2 separate regions of the Mus musculus genome follow, and region 1 is linked to region 2. Evidence: chromatin contacts called from public HiCAR-type data. All regions are on one chromosome and are shown on one strand. The core of a region is the stretch at or near the end of the contact, and the rest is flanking DNA. Distances in the headings are between cores, read along the strand shown. Region 1 has its middle 44 kb from the start of Gm30808. Region 2 holds the start of Tcerg1l (transcription elongation regulator 1-like).

Region 1 (4,631 bases), core at 83-2,582, 260 kb after region 2:
GGAAGCATTACCAGTGAGCAAGGAGTCTACAGAACTGCCCCATAAGCAGCTTCACTGTCTCTCATGATCAGCGGATGCAAGGGGAGGGGGCTGCATGTAGAATGTGAGCCACTCTTCCTTGGATTCAGAAGCCAGGTACAATGACTGCCCTTGTCACCTCAGCAACATTAAGAATCATGGTTCCAAAATTCAAGCAGAATGGAAGTCACTGTCGCAGGTGAGAGTCTAGTGGTGGTGTCCTGAATTCAGTTCACTGTGACATAGACATTTGGCAAACACATGTGCATTCACCCAGCTCTGCCAGGCCTGCATGAGCCCCACTAGCTACTAATCAAGGGTCTTAGACAAACATTGGTTACTGTGAATTACTGGCACTAATCGCACAGGCTAGTGTTTGCGCACCAACTCTGTCCCTGTGTCCCTAGAATGCCACATGCTTACAAATAACATCCCAACTCCTGTGACCTTCATCTCTGTCCAGACAAATAGCCTAGGGCCCATTCCTATTTGTTCTTTCTACAATATCCAGAGTAGCACTTGTGAGCCTTATGCTTGGTTAACACCAATCACTAGAGTGGTGTGCAGAAACCCTGATGCTGGTATCTGAATCCACAGTGAGAAAAGCTTTCAAACCTATCCTTGGTCATGTCCTCAAAAGCGGATGTGAGGAAAGGCAGAAGGCAGTCGGTCATGCAGGGACACTGACTCTCAATTTGCCCTCTATGCAGAGGAATAAATGTCAACCAATGTTTGTCACTGAGACTCCCAGCATGAGCTAAACATCTAATTCCACAGTTCTATTGCCTTGTCACCTTAGCCTAGTGAAAGGCCTGCTGGGAAATCAGCTTGGAGGTAGAGGGTGACCAGTGAGGAAGGCTAACCCCTCCCCCATAGTCAGAGGATCAAGCTAGCCTGGAAGAACAAGGCGTGGCTGAAGAACCTTTCCAGCGCCTTGCTTTCCTGCAGGGAGTGACATTTTCCCGGAGCTCACCTTGCCATGCTGCCCAGTAGATTCCAGAGATACCTGAGACAAACTGACTCCAGCTAGGTACTGCGAGCTTCAGGTGCGCCCTGGCCTTTCTGCGCCTCAGGGTCTCAGCAGCCCTATCACATGACAATGAACCGAGCTATGGAAGAGCTGCAGTGACTCTCCCTGAGCAGTGAACTGGGACCCCAGAGGTCCTCCCACTTGGCACTGGGACAGCCCCATAGTCTAGTGGATGAACAAAAAGCCTACTCAGCAATACCTCAGGCTGGCTGCGAGGTGCACTGTCCCCTGCCTGTGTTAAACCTCCTTCAGGGAGGTATGCTGGCTTTGCAGGCCAAACAGAATTACCACACTTGGCAGCCTGAAACAAAACCTGCCCTGTTGGCCAGGAGCCTGGTCTCACTCAGCATGTCCGGCTCCCCACTCAGGTCTTGCTGGAGTTAACCTGGGGCAGGCATTCTCTAGACTGTCAGAGGAATGGCCTTCCAGACTCAGGCTGCTCCAGTTCCTACTTCCTCACCAAGAGCTTCCACATCCATCTCCTCCTGACTGAAATCTTCCCAAAATCTTTCTCAGGTCCCCACCATTGGTTTTCCTCCATGCCCACCGTAACCAAGTCCGCAGGAAAATCTCAGAACTTCTATCAAAGGGCCTCTCACACAATAAGACAGCTGTGCAGCCCCTCCCAACAACCCCACCAAACTCTAGGCTGGAAGCAGGTCATGGGTGCGGCTGGCTCTCAAAGGGCTAGGGAGGGGGCCAGTGACACAAAGGATGAGTGCCACAATGTGAGTTCAGGGCTCCATAGTATCTGTTTACCACAGACTACTGGCTATTAGTAAAGCTGAGATCCCTCCAAACATCCAGACAAGGTTAAGAAGCACAGCGGGGTTGTTCAGAGTCCAGAACGGGGGCTGGCGACTCCTAAAGGGAAAGGCGAAACCTTGCAACCCAGGTAGGAATCAGCTCGCTTAAGCTGCCAGTGGGAACGGTTAGAAGCACGGCTCACTTTATTTTCAACGATGAACATTTTTCATGGAGCCAAGATTTAAAATGCATAGTCAGTGTTTGCAAAACACAGGACAGTTTTACTTTTCATAAGTAGCAATTTCTCTGCCTTGCTGAGCTATATGCAGCCCATAGCACCAAGTTCTCTCTCCCTCCCCCAGGGGTCTCGTTTTGTAGCCCTGGCTGACCTAGAGCTAGCCATGTAGACCAAGCTGACCTTGAACTCAGAGATCCACTTGCCTCTGCCTCCCTAATACTGGGATTAAAAATATGTGCCACCACACTGGTGAACACCAAGGTCTCTTCACAGCCTTGGAATAATAATGAAGTCCTCACCCAGGCCTGGGAAGGAATCGCTGTGCTCCTGTGGCTGCCAATGACACCCACACACCACTCAGGCAGGTTTAGTGGGCAGTGCTGAGAGAGCCCCAGTGCACTGCTTCAGTTGGAAACAGAAGCTACTCAGCCTGCTGCTCCCCTCCTACCTGTGAGTGGCCCGGGCTCACCTCAGACATGGGAGGGGAGAGACCTGGACAAGTGCTGAAAGGGAACAGACAATGAATGCAAAATGCCTTCCCAGTGTGGGAGATGTGAAGTCTGCACATTTTTTAATTAATCTCTTTGGACAGTGAACACAGTAAACAGTCACATAAACAGTCACAAGCGCAGAGCTTGGCTAAGCCAGTCTGAGAAAGGGAGGGGAGCACTAGGGTAAAGGGAGGGGAGCACTAGGGTAAAGGGAGGGGAGCACTAGGGTAAAGGGAGGGGAGCACTAGGGTCTCTTTCCAAAAGGCAGAGCTGGAAGAAAACAAAGCACCTTACCACTTACTCAGAGTCCCGCTTCCTGTGGTCCAAAGTCTCCAAAAGAAACCAACACAGGCTGGCCCAGTGCCCAGCTCTAGCCCGTCTCCATCACTGCCTCCCGATCACCCACTACCAAAGCTCTGATCCTGGGACAACAGAGAAAGCTTTCCCATAAAAATACAAATTAGGGTTTAACAAAATCGCTTATTTTGGAGAATATTTGTGACTTTTTGAAATATTAACCATTTGGATAATCATTTCTTTTATAATCAACTATGTCAACCCTATGTACTGTTTATAGGAAACACTGGTACGGGAACCTGATATAGCTGTGTCTCACCACTGGCCAGTGTCTCTGTTTTCCCTGTAGCAGATGGGGGCGGTATTTCAAGTGTCAACACAAAACCATGGCTCTTGTCCCAGAGAGAATAAAGGATAGTTTATTATGAAGCCAAACATGGGTGGCTATGGCCTAGGAGACAGAACTAGGCTATCCCGGGTTCCATGTCCTGCATGGAAGTAGTTTAATGAAGTTTTATAGTAAAACACCACATGAAGTCATAATCAAGGCAGTTTTAAAATATATCAGAGGAATCATGAGAGGCAGCTACAGCAAGAACTACAGACCTCAGATGCTATATAGTGACATGGGCTGTGGGAGGCTGTAGCTACGTGACAGGAGCCAGGTACCCAGGAGGCATGGTCCCATGCAGGTGGAAATCACCGCCCACTGGAGCTCCAAGGTTCCAGACCTTTACTCGACCGGGACCAGGCTGTCTGTGCACAGCCTACCACCCCCACACTACTTTTCTCTGTCCCCTCAGCAGGGAAAGCCCTGAGAACCAGGGAAGAGAAGTTGCAAGAGGAAAGGCTTCCCATTGGTTGTTGAGACTGTCAATCATGCATGGAAAGACCAAACTGTGATGTCATGTTTCTATGAGGCTGATCAAGTGCTCTATGGCCAAGGAAGACTCATGGGATGAGAACACAGGCTTTAATTACACCAGGTCCCCATACTCCCTGGAACAGGCTGACCCAATACAGTAGTTTCTCTCAGTAGTTCATGGGTCTAGCCCAATCTAGGAACATAGAACTCAGGTGAGTTCCTTTGCCTCCTCTGACCTGGCTCCCTATAGATCCTTGAAGCATGCCAGCCAGCAGGGAAGTAGGAGAGTTCTCATCCTCTTTGGGATCACATATGCAGTACAGTTCATTCAGAGCAGGCAAGCCACTGCAGCTCACACATCGCTAGCTGCTTTTCCTAATATAGAAGATGGTTGAACTGACTTGGTCCTCAGAGCACCCCTGTGACCCTGTGACCCCCAGGCTAGTGTGCAAAGCAGCAGCATTGACTGACTGATGGTAAATCGAACTGGCTGCCTGCATAGAAACCCACCCTCACTGCCAAAGCAGTCAATGGCCCACAGCGCCACATCAACTGCTTTCCAATAAACTGTGTTAATAATGTTGCAAAAAGTCACAACCCGTGTGAGAACAAACAAATGATCAGTCATGGATACTGCCCAGAGGCCCAGAGAGGCTGGGATAAAAAGCAGCCAGAGACAGGCAGCAGGTAGACCTAGATTCAAACCCATGGTTAAAACCATGGCCAATGTCCCACAGACCTGAACTTACCTGTCTATGCAGAAAAGCAGTTTCATGAGAACTGAAGTAACTACATGAACATGTGCCTTAGAAAGTGCATGCCTGCATCAATCTTAACAAGCTCTAATGATTGTTTGTGGCCAGGTACCCAAAAGGGCCCTGTGCACCACCTTCTTCGCCTTTCAAACACCACCATCCACCATTCCACAAGCATCTCCTATCTCCC
Region 2 (4,900 bases), core at 1,722-4,221:
ATACATTTTAAGTTGGAAAAAAATCTGATTCAGAGATTTGGTGCTTTTATCAACAGAACCCAACCCACTCATTCGAGTTATATCAAAATTATCCCTATCTGCTGATGTCTTTGAACAGGTCAGTCTGGTCCTGAAATGAGCCCTCTTTGTACTCAAATAGCCAATCTATTACAATTAGAAAATGCATAATGTTTCTGTTAACATGGTGATACCCAGCAACTTATCAATTAAAAATCCACTTATCCAATTAAATCCCTTGCACTTTTACCTTGTAATTAGGCATCCTCTTATCTATCCAGTTTTTCCCAACAGGAGGTGACAGAGTAGAAGGACAGACATGTGGGAAAAGGGGCACCAACTCCACAGCAGAGGAGGGGGCTAGTCCTATGGATGGAGAATGACCACCAAACAGCCACTAGAATGCAAAAATTTAAAAGAGAGAAAGAAATAAAGAAACATCAGCATGTTTTGTACCAAAAGATGCTGGGATTTTAAAGTATAGAAATTTGATGAGAAAATTGTCTCATTTCTAATCAAGAAATACCATGACCATTTATAAATTGCAAAGAAACTTGTGAAAATCGTATATATGGATCATCATAAAAATATCATTTCAGTCTCTTTGATTATAGGGAAAGAACTTCCAAGATAAGACCATGAGAGACTCAAAGGTACTTCCACAGTCCCTGGTTACACAGATACCTAGGTGAGCTAAGTAGGTCAGGAGGCAAGCCCTAAGGTCAGAAATCCTGGAGAGGGATTGGTGAGGAAAAAGCAGATGATGAGAGAGGAGAGAAAACAAAAGAGGGTGGGGAAGGAACCAGAAAGGTTTCAATGCATTCAGGACCTGTCAAAGGACTAACTTAAAAAAGAAAGGAAGGAAGGAAGGAAGGAAGGAAGGGAGGGAGGGAGGGAGGGAGGGAGGGAGGGAAGGAGGGAGGGAGGGAGGGAGAAGGGGAATGAAAAAAGAAAATGAAAAGATAAGGAGTTTCTGCCTTGGGCTGATGGGAAACCATGATGGGAGGGGCAAAGGCTGACTTTGGGGCCTTTTCTTTTGAATTCTCAGCCTCCAGTCATGGAGAGCACAGAGCTGTATCTCTGGCATCTCCTTCAGTGTGCTACTTTGCATCATTTCATTTGTCATTTTGAAACTATTTTAAGGAGTTAAGATTGTAACTTTTTGAAGGTTCGTTAAAACAGATTCTAGAGAAAAGAAAATTGGTGGAAGATCTCAGTGCAGAAAATAATACAGCCAGCACAGGAAGGGCACACAACCAAGTATGGGTCACCCACTAAACCACCCCAGTAATGCTGAGGTGGGGGAACACTCAGTGGCTACTGTTTCAAAGTCACATTTTTTGTTTGTTTGTTTGTTATATGTAAAAATAGCTTTCTGATTCTCCCTATCCTTATTTGGATAGTGAATAGCAGCAATATTCAAAAGACTAATGCTAAGATTTTTTTTCTGAAATTTTTTTTAAAAAAATTATTTATACAGGGTGTTTTTGGGGGATTTCTTGACATTATGTACCTCTAGTGGTAACACTCTGAAATGGCAACCCTCCTAAACATGGCAAAAGCTAGCAGAGCTTATCCAATAAAGCTGACTACTATGTGTATCACACATCAAGATAGGATGCCCAGTACAGCATGTATCTGCATCGTTAAGTCTAAGGAATAGCTTACGGGGAGTTTCATGACGTCTTGTAAAAAAAAGTCACAAGGTGGTACCGGGCTAAAATAATGAAAAGGTATATTGTGACAAAATGCTCATTTGAATGTGCTAATGGTATCCGTTTCGGCGTGAAATGCAAGCTATTCCTGCATTCAAACTCACTCGCACAGATAGTGAACGAGGAATTTGGCCGAAGCCAGGAGAAAGGTTGCACCACGACACCATCAATCAAAGGTGCAGTCACTTTTCTTTGCTGTTCCAGTCTCTGCATGCCAAACTCTTCTAAAGTAGGATCTGGCTTGAGGGAATTCAGAGGGCAGGAGAGGAATTCCCCACACAAGACGCTTTCATGGCAGGATTTCCAGGCTGCCTTCCGTGGCTGGAATTCTCTTAAGCACTGCCCTGAATCTATGTGAAGGAGTAGGGGGACCAGATCAGAATCAGAAATAGCTATTGATCTGCAGCTTGCTTTCAAGTCTGGTGGAGACTGTAAAAGTATTAACTTCGAGGCGATGGCAGCCACGGTTGTTGGCTGCAGCGCTCTGCTTGGAGGCAGCGACTTCAGGACCGCGTTCTGGACAGCGCCCGGCGCCGGGGAAAGTTGGGTCCAGGCTGTTTGGCTTCAGCCAGGGATGCGGGATCTAGGGCGGTCTAATGAGAGCCAGGGGAAAATATTGGGGAAAAAAAAAAAGACTGCCAAAGCAAAACCGGACGTCGAAGCATGAACTTTCTTGCCAATGTATGAATGCGCGGCTGCGTCCTGATGGTATGGAGAACCCAGGACAACCCAGGAACGGAGAAGAGCCAACCCGAGGGTCAGGGCAGCCCCAGGATAGGAAGGGACCCGCAATACCGAGCCTGGGTGGGATCAGGGCTGGAGCCGTTACCTGTCCGTGGAGCAGGGGATAATGGTGCACGGCGGCGTGGTCTGGCGCAGAGGACAGCGGCAGCAGGGGCAGCAGGGGCTCTCCCGGGGCTGGCCAGCCCGGCAGCCGCGGGAGCAACGGGGCGGAGGCAGGCTGCGCCGAGGCCAACAGCACCGGCGGGGGCGCGACCCCGGCGCCAAGCCGGAGCAGCCCGGCGGTGCCGGGGACCATCCAAACCCAGGGCGGTGGCGGTGGGTCTGCATTCATCGGCCACGGGAGAGGCTGCCGCCACCGGGGCTGCTGGGGCTGCTGTAGCTGCCGCCGCCGCCGCTGGAGCCTGGCGCCCGCCAGCATCCTACACCCCCGCGCGGGCGGCGGCGGGGGCGGCGGGCGCCCGAGGTGCGGGCCGGCGGCGGCGCGGGCTTCGGAGCGAACTCACTTGGTTGCGCGACGCGGCCGCTCGCTCCGCCCCTGGCCCGCTCTGGAGCCCCTCCTCCTGCCCGCGCCAGCCCCGGGCCTGGCGGGGCCCCAGTCCCCGCCCACAGATCCGGACCCCCGAGGCGGGGACACAGCGCGGCACGATGGGGTGCTCCCAACCCAGCCGGCTGATTTTTTTTCTACTGTGATCCCTAGCCCACTCCGTTGTCGCTACTGGTGGCCAATTGCTCTAGCTGACGGTGCGCACGGAGGGTCCAGGGGCTCCAGACCCCGCTTGCGATCCTAATGGCAAGCTGAAGCCGAGGTGGCTGCGCTGGAACCGGGCAGGTCCCGCCACTCGCGGAGCTGGCGGCCCCGGCGTGATCTACCTGATTTAAAGTGAGTCTAGGGCCCAGGGCCCAGAGGGAATACTAGACTGCAGACGTTGACGCCAGCTGAGTCCCGGACCCTTCTAGGCATGGGTCGATTTCTCTCTTGGATAAATATGCAAAATATTTTCCCAAGTCTCTAGAGGTTCACTGTGCCAGGAAACCCGAATTTTTAGTACTGGGTCTAAAGTCCTTTCTGGCTATCTGCTGGCTTCAGCGCCCTCCTTTGCCTCTGCTTTAACCCACAGACTCCCAACCTCTACCCTCTCTCTGATGCAAGGCACAACACAAGTGACTTCTTCTAGAGGGCTTGGCCTCGGTGAACTTGTTTTTAATCCCTCCGGGCACAGGACTGAGTTCCTTCATGCCTCGCCATAAGCTGCTGTGCCGCAAGAAGTGTCTGGGTCAAAGAATCTCTTGCTCCACTCGTTCCACGCGGAGCTTCCTTTCTCTAAGCCGGCGGAGCCAGGCTTCGCTCTGATCACAAGCAGTTTCCGCCAGGCGGCGCTGGTCCCAGCCCCTGTGCTGACCTAGCTTGCGCAGAACACTGGGTAGACTGGTCCAATGCCAGGTCTTCTCCATCAGATCCTCTGACATCAACTGGTAACGGCTTCCAGCCCCAGTCCAGTCCTAGACAGTTTGTGCCGGCGGCAGGGCACAGACTGTCACGTGCTAAAGAACCTGAAACCCTAGGCATCCAACTTCTGGTACCAAGCAGGAGCTTGCCAATGAAGCCTGCCTGACGGCGGGAAAGTGCAGTCCGCACAGCTACATCCAAAGACACACCTAGGTCAGGCACATACTCACCACCCTTCACCCCGTTCGCAGCCCCTCCTGGTAGAAATAGAAGCACCCACTTGGCTCCAATCAGTTTCTAGGTAGGGTTGCTTCCTCGTTTTCCTGGTTTGCCTACCTTTCTAACTTCCTCCTGACCTGTCACAATTTCTTTTTGTCTCAACATATGCTGATTTACATAGCTGGCACATCGCTACTTCTCTCCACCCAAACCACTTACAATTTGTGAGGTTTTCCCTTTCTTGGATGCCAAAGTACTGACAAGATTATTTCCCATGTAAAGCCCCAAAGCTTCGCAGATTGGAGCAGTGGTATCATCCACTGGAGGCTGCACTTCTGTATGTACACAGGTGATGTTATGTGGCCATCTTGCTCTCTAGGCTCCCACTCAAACTGGGATGTTGTGCCAGTTGCTAGGTAGACTAATTCCCCCCATCCCCCCTCGAGAGCTTGCGCGTGCAAAGCTGTATTCTTAGAGAAGTAGAACAGGGTCCATTCATTCCTTCATGGTGTGACCTGGGGGCATAGAAGATTCCCAGTGGCCTTGTCTGGGTTGTGTGTACTCTCAGCAAAGCAAAGTTTTAGGCCTGCAGCACCTCTAGCTCCTGGAGTGAAGGAAGGGAGTCACCCCAAATCTGTGGGTACTTACCATCCTGGGGGGCTTCTACACCGGTTCTCACTCAAGGCCTCTGCTAGGCAACTTGGCTAAAGGTTAAGTTCCTGTCTGGGCTGGTGTTCAAAGGCCTTGACACCTTGGG

The links. HiCAR-type assays count read pairs that join an accessible place to other places.
Region 1: a contact with region 2 is called in a HiCAR-type map of kidney, with 4 times the contacts expected there. The contact joins the enhancer-like site here to the promoter of Tcerg1l in region 2. A contact is called at or near these places in 7 of 39 promoter capture datasets (cranial neural crest, embryonic stem cells, hippocampal neurons and 2 more), 1 of 484 Hi-C or Micro-C datasets (CD4 T cells), 6 of 115 datasets of contacts at active chromatin or transcription factors (SST interneurons, embryonic forebrain, embryonic stem cells and 2 more) and 1 of 9 other capture datasets (embryonic stem cells).

What each region holds. Positions count from the first base shown.
Region 1 is chr7:138,654,844-138,659,474 of GRCm38.p6, forward strand. No RefSeq gene overlaps it. Among named protein-coding and RNA genes, the nearest start is that of Gm30808, 44 kb to the right of the region's middle. Within about 2 kb of position 1,333, at least 9 of the 459 cell types and tissues checked have an H3K27ac peak or open chromatin away from gene starts, as enhancers often do. A contact at or near this core is called in kidney, where this site is marked.
Region 2 is chr7:138,394,759-138,399,658 of GRCm38.p6, forward strand. It overlaps Tcerg1l (transcription elongation regulator 1-like), which reads right to left and starts at 2,972. Exons shown (of 12, transcript NM_183289.3): 1 at 2,563-2,972; 2 at 269-415. The coding sequence starts at 2,895.